2 separate regions of the Xenopus laevis genome follow, and region 1 is linked to region 2. The links are chromatin contacts, called in public Hi-C maps. All regions are on one chromosome and are shown on one strand. Each heading gives the region's core, a stretch centred on a gene start, on an enhancer-like site or on the middle of the called end of the contact. The rest is flanking DNA. Distances are from core to core; before and after follow the strand shown. Region 1 overlaps pdhx.L (pyruvate dehydrogenase complex component X L homeolog). Region 2 holds the start of slc1a2.L (excitatory amino acid transporter 2).

Region 1 (7,450 bases), core at 3,656-6,155, 170 kb after region 2:
ACACATGCAGTATTAAAGGAGACATATATCCTCCATCACAACCTAATCTGAGCACTTTTACCGTTACGTTATTTTCTTAGCAGTCGGTGTTAATATTATGAATGTGTAGTTTACTGGACAATACTTTGGTAACTATATCCACTTTAGTTATTTGTGGCACCCCTCCTATTTCGGATTTCTAGAAGGATAAGACTTGCAAAGCGTTACACAGGCCGGGAGACATACCCACGTTTTGCCACTGGGGCCACATTGGCGATTTTTGTGGCTGCAGCGACCGTGGTCGGAGAGACTTTAACACTGGGAACGTCCACTTGCTTCCAGTCTTGCCCTTCTTCCACCAGCAGAGCGATTAAAGAGCCAAGACGCACGTTCTTGCTGCCCTCCTCCACCTGCAGGACACAATATTTACATTAGAACGGAAACAACAGAAACACTCAGCAATCACGCATCGCCAGAGCCGAGCGTCTATTCGTGTAACGACCATCTGGTCTTAAAAATCTCATTAATAAATACGTTAATCTCGTTTGTGCAGTTCAAACTGATGATTTATGTGCAGATAAACAGGATTGCAGGCGAGAGAGAGAGATATTATTGTTTACACAGCGAGCCTGCAGAAATGTCCCTGCTGCAATAAGGGAGTCGTGTCACCCCTGGGATGATTTTACTTTCCTTTCCTTTTTAACAACCCATAACAATTTAAAGAACTAAAGAGAATCTATAGTAATGCGGTTTTGTATATAGTGAACTTACTGTACCAGCCCAGAGATCTAGTAGCCCTATAACAGTAATGATCCAGGACTTCAATAGTTGTCGCCAGCAGCTCCCCATCTTGGATCTTGTTAGGCATCTCTTGGGAGTCAGTGGCACTGCACATGCTCAGTGGGCTCTGGGCTGCTGTTGGGAAGCTAAACTTAGGGGGAAGTGATGTGCGGGTTTGGTTTCACCCAACCCAACACAAGCCCGTCCGCACCCGCCTCCTCCCCTCTATTCATAGGCCCAATCCTCCCTGATGATGTTACAAAAGGGGCGGGAGTGACGAGTGAGCACCTATAAAAATAGAAGCAGGAAGCTGCTGGTGTAAGGTCGTGACCCAGGAAATGCTGAAGTCAGCCTGCACCCATCTGACCTGTGGGTGTTGGGCCGGCCCATACATTACTATTAGCGGATGTGGGAAATCATCAGGCAGAAAGTGAGGTTCATCTGTAATAGAATTCAAAGCTACATTATTATTATGATTATTATTTTCCACGGCACGGATTTCTGAGCTGCCATGTAATGTGACTCTGAATTCATTAATAATCAGCCTTGTATTGTGACTGTTGTATTGTAGATTAGGGATGCACCGAATCCAGGATTCGGCTGAATCCTTCTGCCCAGCCGAATCCAAATTTTCATATGCAAATTAGGGGAGGGAAATCGCGCGACTTTTTGTCACAAAACAAGGGATACGCAAATTAGGATTCAGGTTCAGTATTCAGCCGAATCTTTCGCGAAGTATTGGGGGGGCTCAGCCAAATGCAAAATAGTGGATTCGGTGCATCCCTATTGTAGTTATACTGTATATTATGAGTGGGTCCCTAAGCTCAGTAAGTGACAGCAGCAAAGAGCATGTGCAGTGAATCAGTCGAAAAGAAGATAGGGAGCTACTGGGGCATCTATTGGGAGACAGATCTGCATCAGATCCCTGCAAAAGGGCAGTGGGGGGCTTGGGCTGGTACATTTCTAGTCCGATTCTTTTTTAATCCTTCTAATATTCTTATATTTTTTGTACTTTTTATTTATGTATTAATAGGACAACAGGGTATTTTTGGCCAATGGCAAAGAGGTAAGTTGAGGTACTGGTAAGTGCCCACATATATGCCATAATATTTAGCTTTCTTTTTTTAGTCTACAGAAACACACAGAGGGAGAGAGCCAGCATTTCGGAGATGTCCATTCCACTACAAAGGGAGCAGAAAAGCAGCTTATTCCATTCTGCCTGTCAAAATGGAACTATTGATTGTGCTCCCTGCCTGGTATCAGAAATCTGATAAATAGCACCTATTGACCCGCTGGTGTTCCAGGCACAATATCTACAGCTGCTGTTAAACGTTGGATCAATGAAACTGATCTTCCCAGCTGTTGTGCAACGAACGATCAGGGGATATAAAATTCCTAAATATCCCCTAAGTCTCCACCCCCCCCAACAAAATTGAGAATAAATGAATCCACTTATACCAGGGGTTAAGGGTAGAGGCACACAATGCTATTCGGTGGGCGACAAATCTCCCAGAAAGCTGTATGTTTGCCTGTGTTATATTCTCTCCACTGCTGGTTCTGACTCCAGAAACAATGAAGCAAATGGATTAACAGATCAGAAGAAGAACAGACTTTCATACCTCCCAACATTTTAGAAGTAAAAAGAGGAGCAAAATTTTTTTCCGCACGTAGAGCAGTGAAATTTTTGACCACGCCCTTTCTGTGGCCACACCCTCTAATTACCATGTTCATTTTACAAAATTTGGTAGGTTATGAAAGTTTGAAACTATTTCTCCTTATCTAAAATGTTTTTTTTTTGTGTCTCAAAATTGTTACAAAGTATCTTATTTGCACCTGTTAGCTGTTCTGGGCTCTCTGCTAAAAGCCAATTAAGTTACAAACGTTGTTTCTTTTTGTGGCTGTTCAGTGCATAGAAAATAGGGACTTTCCAGTACAAATGAGGGACTGCCGGTTGAGCTGTCAAAAGAGGGACTGTCCCTCCGAAAAAGGGACAGTTGGGAGGAATAGACTTTTCAAGAGGCAGAGCCAGAGAAAAGGATACGGAAATGCTGCTTTCAATACGAATTACATTTACAAATAAATAACTTTAAATCCAATGCAAATGTGTAATTAATATATACAGAGAAGTTCATTAGTTATCGTTTTCCTTCATTATGCAGAAGCAGTTATTGGACAGAGACCCCTTGTAATGCAGTCACTTGATAACCCAGTGTCATTTTTAGATTAGGGATGCACCGAATCCAGCATTCGGTTCGGGATTCGGCCTTTTTCAGCAGGATTCGGCCGAATACTTCGGCCCGGCCGGAACCAAATCGGAAACCTAATTTGCATATCCAAATTATGGGAGGGGAGAGGGAAATTGCGTGACTTTGTCACAAAACAAGGAAGTATAAAATGTTTTTTCCTTCCCGTCCCTAAATTAAGATTCAGATCAGTCGAATCCTTCGTGAAGGATTCGGGGGTTCGGCCGAATCCAAAATAGTGGATTCGGTGCATCCTTAATTTAGATTGCAAGCTGCACGGGCTAGGAAATTAGAGCTCCTGATTAACCGGTACAGATCTGCATGCAACAACAATAAATATTATAAGGCAATATGGGACTCCATAAAAGCAGCATAGGGAAGAGTACTTAATGCAGAACACAGGCTAATGAAATGAAAAGAAATGCATTCTGAGCTAAACTGCAAAGCGGAGAGACAGGCATATAAATAAAAGGAACATTTGGCTCGTTCAGAATGCAAATTGCTAGAGAAGCATACAATGCACATCAACATTCTGTATGTCAGTCTGGAGGCAACTGGCACGAGTCGTGAGCACAGAAAGGCCAAGTCAGGTTGGTCGTGTTCTTCTCAAAGGAGAAATCTGCTGGAACTAATTTGTTATTCAGGGTGAAATCCACATAAATGGTCTAAAACATTTTCCTTAATATATCTATATACCTTAGATACATATAAAAGTACGGGGCTTATTCAATATATAGAGAATCATAGGGACCTTAGATTGTAAGCTCCGTTAGGAGAAGGGACTGATGGGAATGTGATAGGGAGCTTAGATTGTAAACTCACTGGGGCAGGGGCTGATGGGAATATGATAGGGACCTTAGATTGTAAGCTGACTGGGGCAGGGGCTGATAGGAATGTGATAGGAACCTTAGATGTTAAGCTCCGCTGGAGAAGGGACTGATGGGAATTTGATAGGGACATTAGATTGTAAACTCACTGGGGCAGGGGCTGATGGGAATATGATAGGGACCTTAGATTGTAAGCTGACTGGGGCAGGGGCTGATAGGAATGTGATAGGAACCTTAGATGTTAAGCTCCGCTGGAGAAGGGACTGATGGGAATTTGATAGGGACATTAGATTGTAAATTCACTGGGGCAGGGGCTGATGGGAATGTGATATGGAGCTTAGATTGTAAGGTGATTGGGGCAGGGACTGATAGGAATGTGATAGGAACCTTAGATGTTAAGATCCGTTGGAGAAGGGACTGATGGGAATTTGATAGGGACCTTAGATTGTAAGTTCACTGGGGCAGGGGCTGATGGGAATGTGATATGGAGCTTAGATTGTAAGCTGACTGGGGCAGGGACTAATAGGAATGTGATAGGAACCTTAGATTATAAAATAAACTGGGGTAGGAGCTGATGGGTATGTGATAGGGACTTTAGATTGTAAGCTTTGTTGGGGCAGGGACTAATAGGAATGTGATAGGGACCTTAGATTGTAAGCTCCACTGGGGCAAGGACAGTTGGGAATGATGTGCAGCAGTTTCTCCTAAATGGTACATTGACTGGGAAATCTGGAGGGGACACACAAATTAACAAATAAACAATTGCAGTCTGTGTACATAAGAGGAGCGGGTTTTTAAGAGCAGCTTAATGGCTTCATCATGAGATGTAAACAGAATAAAACGAGTCTGTGGGCACAGAGGGTTATACTGTTTTTAGACCCATGTGGGTCATTACGGGTTAGATACGCACGAATATCAAGCCTGCTGTTATAGAGGCAACAGTAACCATGTGTTGTTAGCAGTTGTGCCCAGCCCAAAGGCCCCCTGAAAGCACCACGGGGGTTATAAACGATAGCCGAGATGTTTCACTAGAATTACTCGCGAGGTCTCAGATGCTGAAAGCCAAAAATGTGTTGGCCCCATAGCTAAGAACAGGGGGCAGCGAAGGCAACTACAGCAAGAAGCAAATAAAACAGATAGGAGCACAGGGTAGAACTTTGTGTAGCTGAAGAAAGAAGGAGGTGGGTTATCCGAAGGGTTAATTGTTCGGCTTAAAGGGGGTGTATTACCCCATCTCAGCCCAGTTAATCAGCAAGGGGGACACAGTAGACAGAGGGGATCTCCACGCTGGTTCTTGCCCTTGTATACCAGTTGTTTGTCTGTTCTATACAGAGATATTTTAGGGTACACCATATAATCTAGGCAGTGTCAGAATGGGGTTGCTGGTGACCGCGGGGGGGGGGGGACCACCACGATTTATCCCGGCACCTCCTGGGAAATGTAAAATTGGGGTTCTACTGTAGGTGTAACCAAAAGATCAGCACGAGGGTCATTTAGGGTGAGAATCTGAAGCAAACACGTATGTGCTGTCCTACGTGTTCTTGCAAATATGGCGGATATAGACATGTATATATGTCTTTTGTCTTGTTATGAGCTAAGAGGAGTCCTGGTCAAATGCAGAACCTCAAAAGGGGAGTCTGAACTAAAAGAAGTCTGAAATCATCTGGTCTATGTTATAATCATCTATTTATGTACAGTAACTATCTATGTCAGAAAATGGAATTCCCAGGATCCAGTTAGGATGGAATATGTTTCCTACTTAAAGGAGAAGGGAAGCTACGGAGGCATTTTTAGCCAATAGATTAGTGCAAGAATGTTATATTTATTCTGTAGATTGTTTTACCATACCTGATTAAACAGCTCTAGAAGCTCTCTGTTTGTGTAGGATAGCAGCTGCCATATTAGCTTTGAGAGACATCACTTCCTGCCTGATTCTCTCCCTGCTCACTCATAGCTCTGGGCTCAGATTACAGCAGGGGGGGGGAGGAGCAAACTGAGCATGCTCAAACCCTAGCCCTGGAGGTTTAAGCTGAAAACAGGAAGTCTGATACAGAAGCCCATGAGTACACAATAGAAGGAAAGAAATGTGCTGTTTCTTTTGACAGAGGACTACGAGCAGCATTACTTTGAGGGGTTACTGGTGTATTTATATAGACCTTTCTGATAAAGCTTACTTAGTTTTAGCCTTCCCTTCTCCTTTAAAAGGGTTGTTCACCTTTAAATAAACTTTTAGTATGACGTAGAGAGTAATATTCTCATTTCTCAATTTGCAATTGGTTTTCATTTTTTATTATTGGTGTTTTTTTTTTAGTAATTTAGCTTTTTATTCAGCAGTTTGCAGTTTTAGCCATCTGGCTGCTGGGGTCCAAATTCCCCTAGCAACCATGCATGGATTTGAATAAGAGACTGGAATATGAATAGGAGAGGCCTAAATAGAAAGAGGAGTAATAAAAAGTAGCAATAACAATACATTTGTAGCTTTACAGAGCATTTGTTTTGTTTTTTTAGATGGGGTCAGTGACCCCCATTTGAAAGAAGCCAAAAAATATAAATAATAAAGGCCAATTGAAAAGTTTAGAATAAGCCATTTTTAAGCATACTAAAAGTTACTTTAAAGGAGAACCACCCTTTTAAAGCTGGAAGCAGTTACCCAAGATTTTGTCTGCCAATGGGATTTTGAGCATTAAAGCATCAGAGTCTGGCCTGCCCCAGAGTAAAGGGTTAACAAATGGACTCCTGCTCTGTTCTTTCTGGCTGCAGCTACCAATCCTTAGGGATATAAATCTCACTATTAACATCAGCCTGAGCTCTAAATATTTCAGAAGTCAGAATATGCATCTGGCCCCTGAGCTAGTCCCAAGAGCTGTCGCTTGTGAAGAAAATCCTAATGACATTCCAAAGAAAGGACACAGGGGGTCACACAGTGTAAAAAGGACAGAGACTAAAGAAAATCTATATCGAATTTCGTTGCAAGCCGGCTCCAGAAATAACATTTATGGCTTTCCCACTGGGAGAAGTATGGCTCCCATAGACTCCATTTTATCCAAATAATCCAAATTTTTAAAAATGATTTCCTTTTTCTCTGTAGTAATAAAACAGTACCTTGTTCTTGATCCCAACTAAGATATGATGTTATAAAACGACCAATTCTAAGCAATTTTTCAATTGGTTTTCATTATTTATTTTTTATAGTTTTATAGTTATTTGTCTTTTTCTTCTGATTGTTTGCAGCTTTCAAATGGGGGTCACGGACCCCTTCTAAAAAAAACCACAAATGTTCTGTAAGGCTACAAATGTATTGTTTTATTACTAATCCTTCTATTCAGGCCCCTCTCCTATTCATATTCCAGTCTCTTATTCAAATCAATGCATGGTTGCTAGGGTAATTTGGGCCCTAGTTACCAGACTGATTAAAATGCAAACTGAAGAGCTGCTGTATAAAAAGCTAAATAACTCAAAAACCTTCAATAATAAAAAATGAAAACCAATAGCAAATTATCTCAGTATATCACTCTCTACATCAGAATAAAAGTTGTCTCAAAGGTGAACAACCCCTTTAAAAAAAATAAAATTCAAATTCGAATCAATTTTTTTTTTGGGTGAAAAACTGTAAATTGATTG
Region 2 (6,770 bases), core at 1,552-4,051:
ATTTCCTTCTCATTATATGGCAGTAAATTGTCTCAATGATGTTCAAATGTAACAGTTTGTTTATTGATTCATTTTTTTGAAATTGCTTAAGAGGATCTCTATCCTTTTTATCGTCTCACCTATTGTTCTGCATATTCACCCCCTTCCCCTCTCCTCATGAGTAGCTGGTCTTATTGATGTTCCACTCTTAGACTCATTTTCTGCTTTGGCTTTTAGTGGAATTAGTTAATTACACACTGAATACAAATTCCAGAGATCTGAAATGCCCTTCTTCTAGAATCCTATGGAAATATTATAATCCATATCCAATATTCTGCAAAGTGCACCTTCTCTCGTGTGAGTAATTGCTGCCCATTATTACATATGAGACTATTATCCCACTGTTACTATAGGCACCATCTCTCCCTACTATACCTGCTATCCCACAGTCACACTCCCTTCCCAGAGACTATTATCCCACTGTTACTATAGACACCATCTCTCCCTACTATACCTGCTATCCCACAGTCACACTCCCTTCCCAGAGACTATTATCCACTGTTACTATAGACACCATCTCTCCCTACTATACCTGCTATCCCACAGTCACACTCCCTTCCCAGAGACTATTATCCACTGTTACTATAGGCACCATCTCTCCCTACTATACCTGCTATCCCACAGTCACACTCCCTTCCCAGAGACTATTATCCACTGTTACTATAGACACTATCTCTCCCTACTATACCTGCTATCCCACAGTCACACTCCCTTCCCAGAGACTATTATCCACTGTTACTATAGACACCATCTCTCCCTACTATACCTGCTATCCCACAGTCACACTCCCTTCCCAGAGACTATTATCCACTGTTACTATAGACACTATCTCTCCCTACTATACCTGCTATCACACAGTCACACTCCCTTCCCAGAGACTATTATCCCACTGTTACTATAGACACCATCTCTCCCTACTATACCTGCTATCCCACAGTCACACTCCCTTCCCAGAGACTATTATCCACTGTTACTATAGACACCATCTCTCCCTACTATACCTGCTATTCCACAGTCACACTCCCTTCCCAGAGACTATTATCCACTGTTACTATAGGCACCATCTCTCCCTACTATACCTGCTATCCCACAGTCACACTCTCTTCCCAGAGACTATTATCCACTGTTACTATAGACACTATCTCTCCCTACTATACCTGCTATCCCACAGTCACACTCCCTTCCCAGAGACTATTATCCACTGTTACTATAGACACCATCTCTCCCTACTATACCTGCTATCCCACAGTCACACTCCCTTCCCAGAGACTATTATCCACTGTTACTATAGACACCATCTCTCCCTACTATACCTGCTATCCCACAGTCACACTCCCTTCCCAGAGACTATTATCCCACTGTTACTATAGACACCATCTCTCCCTACTATACCTGCTATCCCACAGTCACACTCCCTTCCCAGAGACTATTATCCACTGTTACTATAGACACCATCTCTCCCTACTATACCTGCTATCCCACAGTCACACTCCCTTCCCAGAGACTATTATCCACTGTTACTATAGACACCATCTCTCCCTACTATACCTGCTATCCCACAGTCACACTCCCTTCCAGAGACTATTATCCACTGTTACTATAGACACCATCTCTCCCTACTATACCTGCTATCCCACAGTCACACTCCCTTCCAGAGACTATTATCCCACTGTTACTATAGACACCATCTCTCCCTACTATACCTGCTATCCCACAGTCACACTCCCTTCCCAGAGACTATTATCCACTGTTACTATAGACACCATCTCTCCCTACTATACCTGCTATCCCACAGTCACACTCCCTTCCCAGAGACTATTATCCACTGTTACTATAGACACCATCTCTCCCTACTATACCTGCTATCCCACAGTCACACTCCCTTCCCAGAGACTATTATCCACTGTTACTATAGACACCATCTCTCCCTACTATACCTGCTATCCCACAGTCACACTCCCTTCCCAGAGACTATTATCCCACTGTTACTATAGGCACCATCTCTCCCTACTATACCTGCTATCCCACAGCATTCACAGTTAAGGAATGTTCTGGGCACATAAGTTGCTATGCCGTCATGTATTGTCTAGGGAAAAATACAAACATACAGATAAGAAATATTATGGACACAATGAGCTAAACCCTCATTCTCTGATACAGTAAATCTAACTTTATGTATATTTTACTCCCTCCAGAATATGATAAAATGATAAAATGCTTAAAGGGTCAGTTATGTACAAAAACTATTTTTAAAAAGCTGTTTAAATGCTTAGAATCCATTGGTCCCTATAAACAGGCAACATAAGAATATAATACAAGTATGGGACCTGTTATATAGAATGCATGGGACCTGGGGTTTTCAGGATAAGGGTTGTTTATATAATTTGGATCCCCATACTATAAATCAACAAAAAAAATAATTTAAACATTTGATAAACCCAATTATTTTGCCTCCAATAAGGATTAATTTTATCTTAGTTGGGATCAAGTACAAGATACTGTTTTATTATTACACAGAAAAAGGAAATCATTGTTTAAAACTGGAATTCTTTTATTAAAATGAAGTCTATGGGAGATGGACTTCCCATAATTTGGGTTTCCGAATAACAGATCCCATACTTGTATAGTATATATATATATATATTTTGAATAGAAAGAGCAGAATAAAAAGGAATCATTTTTAACATCACCCCCTGTAAGGCCATAGGGCTCATCTGGTGAGGAAGAGGAGGAGGAGGAGGAGGAGGATGGGGGTTATTTTTCCAGGAGAACTTGCTGCTGCTGCAAATGATGTGATAACCTGTCATTTTATATGAAGTGTTCACCCTACGGTGCTGACAGCAGAGCTTCCCCGGCTCATTCTCTCTTTCTCTCCCCATCTCGGCGAATGCTCTTTAAAGAAGGCTGAGGGTTTAAAGAGGCAGAGCAACAACCCTGTGATGTCAGCTCTGCCTAAAATAGAGAGGGATAGAGTGCAAATCCACGGCTAGAATACTAAAACCCTTTCCAATCCCCTGCTCTAGCCGGCAGCAGGTCAGCGAGGAGCTCTGTGACAGGCAAGAAAGCAAGAAATCAAAGGGGGGAGACAAAAAAAAAAGGAAGTCCCAACCCCCCCCAAGAGTTCCACCTCCTTGTAGCTCTCACCAGGGTCTAGTCTCCACTAGAGGTGGCAGTGGAAACCTTCTAGTCATTTCAGGTCTGGATGCTGTGGACACATCAAACTTGAGGCAGTTGCAACGTTCCTTCTGGTTCTTTCCCTCGCCCCTTGGTCCTTTTTGGATTTTTTTGGGGAGTGGAAGTGTGTGGATTACAGGAGTACAGTTTATGCCACTGCTGAAGAAGCTTCCCAGGCATCTCTTTAACGGAGCCGCTCTATAGACCTTCTGGAGAAGACACAGCACCTTGGAGAACCATGGCATCAACAGACGGGTGAGAGTCTCAATGTTCCCTCTTGATGTTCTTCATAACCATTTCTGCCCCTCAAATGTATTAATGGCATGTGATATTTCATTCATTTCTCCATATATATATATATTAGTGAATTTGGTAAGATAATGCCAGGGTAGGTGCTCAAGGCTTTATTTACAGTGTACGTATAATTTATTCACATTCTCCCCCCTATGCCGTATAAATATAAAATCTTTATCAATGGTGAATATATCTTGACACCAAGTTCCCCGGGTTCCTCGTTGACGTCTTGTGGCATTGGGTCTTGCTCTCCCATTTGACGTCTGTCACTTTGCATCAGCTGTTTGTTTCTCCCTTGTAGGGGCTACCAAGACCACTTGAAAGGAAATCGTAACCCCCTCCCTCTTCCCCTCTTCTTCTCCTTTTATAAAGCCCCCTATTGTTGACATGGTTTCTTCTCCCTCCTACGGGGGGAAATCACGGCACAATAGATGTTGGTGCCTCCGTTGGATTCTAAGAAACCCAAACTGACTCCAACCCAAAAATCTAAGATTAGAGGTTTGTAAATTGAGAGATAAAAGCCCAGATTGTTGGGTATTAATAGGAGCACGTGCTCTCATTGTGTTATTACTCTCGGACTGTAGAGCGCGTCCAAAGGGTTTTTTCTTTTATTGGCTTATAAGAGCAGGGATGACTTCTGCTGGCGGATTGTCGTCAGTCTTATGGTCCCTGTAGGGTAACACAGATTGGTTCTGAATTAATTCTTCACTACCACGATTACATTGATTTAATTACTGCTTCTACCCCCTTTTAACAGACAGATTGAGCCGGTCCCTTGGGAAGGCAGTGGTATAGGGCCACAGATGATGTGCTTTTTAGCAGTCCTTTGTTAGAGTATTGGGTTGCAAATGTGCCGACTTAAATCCCGACCCGATGCCCTGCCTCATCGGTTTATTTATAAGGGAAGGGAAAGGGAAGCTACGGGGGTTACTACTTGTACAAACAGGGAGGGCATGTGGAATTTGTGACTTGATTCAGTTTGTTGCAGGACAACTCTGGAGTTCATCTTCTTCAAACTTAAATGAGGAAATAAGTTTAGTAGGAGACTCATCTTTTGTTGAGAGTGGTGGGTCCTATGGTAAAATACACCTTGCCATTCACATTTAAAAAAAAAACAATATTTAATCTTTGACCTTTTGGCTTTTGTAGAGGTACAACTACTAGTATCCCCCATCCACATCACCATATTTACCTATAGGCTGGTGATTCAACAGCAACAACTCAAGGGCCACAGGTTGAGCAACATTGGTTCTACTCTGACTAATTATCCCTACTGTAAATCCACACTCCCTTCCCAGAGACTATTATCCCACTGTTACTATAGACACCATCTCTCCCTACTATACCTGCTATCCCACAGTCACACTCCCTTCCCAGAGACTATTATCCACTGTTACTATAGGCACCATCTCTCCCTACTATACCTGCTATCCCACAGTCACACTCCCTTCCCAGAGACTATTATCCACTGTTACTATAGACACCATCTCTCCCTACTATACCTGCTATCCCACAGTCACACTCCCTTCCCAGAGACTATTATCCCACTGTTACTATAGACACCATCTCTCCCTACTATACCTGCTATCCCACAGTCACACTCCCTTCCCAGAGACTATTATCCACTGTTACTATAGGCACCATCTCTCCCTACTATACCTGCTATCCCACAGTCACACTCCCTTTCCAGAGACTATTATCCACTGTTACTATAGACACCATCTCTCCCTACTATACCTGCTATCCCACAGTCACACTCCCTTCCCAGAGACTATTATCCACTGTTACTATAGGCACCATCTCTCCCTACTATACCTGCTATCCCACAGTCACACTCCCTTCCCAGAGACTATTATCCACTGTTACTATAGACACCATCTCTCCCTACTATACCTGCTATCCCACAGTCACACTCCCTTCCCAGAGACTATTATCCACTGTTACTATAGACACCATCTCTCCCTACTATACCTGCTATCCCACAGTCACACTTTCTTCCCAGAGACTATTAACCACTGTTACTATAGGCACCATCTCTCCCTACTATACCTGCTATCCCACAGTCACACTCCCTTCCCAGAGACTATTATCCACTGTTACTATAGGCACCATCTCTCCCTACTATACCTGCTATACCACAGTCACACTCCCTTCCCAGAGACTATTATCCACTGTTACTATAGACACCATCTCTCCCTACTATACCTGCTATCCCACAGTCACACTCCCTTCCCAGAGACTATTATCCACTGTTACTATAGGCACCATCTCTCCCTACTATACCTGCTATCCCACAGTCACACTCCCTTCCCAGAGACTATTATCCACTGTTACTATAGACACCATCTCTCCCTACTATACCTGCTATCCCACAGTCACACTTTCTTCCCAGAGACTATTAACCACTGTTACTATAGGCACCATCTCTCCCTACTATACCTGCTATCCCACAGTCACACTCCCTTCCCAGAGACTATTAACCACTGTTACTATAGGCACCTTCTCTCCCTACTATACCTGCTATCCCACAGTCACACTCCCTTCCCAGAGATTATTATCCACTGTTACTATAGGCACCATCTCTCCCTACTATACCTGCTATCCCACAGTCACGCTCCCTTCCCAGAGACTATTATCCACTGTTACTATAGGCACCATCTCTCCCTACTATACCTGCTATCCCATAGTCACACTCCCTTCCCAGAGACTATTATCCACTGTTACTATAGACACCATTTCTCCCTACTATACCTGCTATCCCACAGTCACACTCCCTTCCCAGAGACTATTATCCACTGTTACTATAGACACCATCTCTCCCTACTATACCTGCTATCCCACAGTCACACTCCCTTCCCAGAGACTATTATCCCACTGTTACTATAGGCACATCTCTCCCTACTATACCTGCTATCCCACAGTCACACTCCCTTCCCAGAGACTATTATCCCACTGTTACTATAGACACCATCTCTCCCTACTATACCTGCTATCCCACAGTCACACTCCCTTCCCAGAGACTATTATCCCACTGTTACTATAGGCACATCTCTCCCTACTATACCTGCTATCCCACAGTCACACTCCCTTCCCAGAGACTATTATCCACTGTTACTATAGGCACCATCTCTCCCTACTATACCTGCTATCCCACAGTCACACTCCCTTCCCAGAGACTATTATCTTGAATGGCTCAACATAACTATCTATATCTGGCTTCTATAGGAGAACAATAAGGAATATAATAGACAAACCTAACACAG

What was found. A called contact is a pair of places that touch in the nucleus more often than the background predicts.
Region 1: a Hi-C map of the XL177 cell line shows a contact between it and region 2, with 4 times the contacts expected there. The contact joins the enhancer-like site here to the promoter of slc1a2.L in region 2. A contact is called at or near these places in 2 of 4 Hi-C or Micro-C datasets (the XL177 cell line and the XTC cell line).

The regions. Positions count from the first base shown.
Region 1 is chr4L:8,036,941-8,044,390 of Xenopus_laevis_v10.1, forward strand. pdhx.L (pyruvate dehydrogenase complex component X L homeolog) reads right to left here. Exons shown (of 11, transcript NM_001093954.1): 4 at 226-389. Among protein-coding and RNA genes, the nearest start is that of pdhx.L, 16 kb to the right of the region's middle. Within about 2 kb of position 4,906, at least 1 of the 7 cell types and tissues checked has an H3K27ac peak or open chromatin away from gene starts, as enhancers often do.
Region 2 is chr4L:7,870,086-7,876,855 of Xenopus_laevis_v10.1, forward strand. It overlaps slc1a2.L (excitatory amino acid transporter 2), which reads left to right and starts at 2,802. Exons shown (of 11, transcript XM_018257326.2): 1 at 2,802-3,468. The coding sequence starts at 3,452.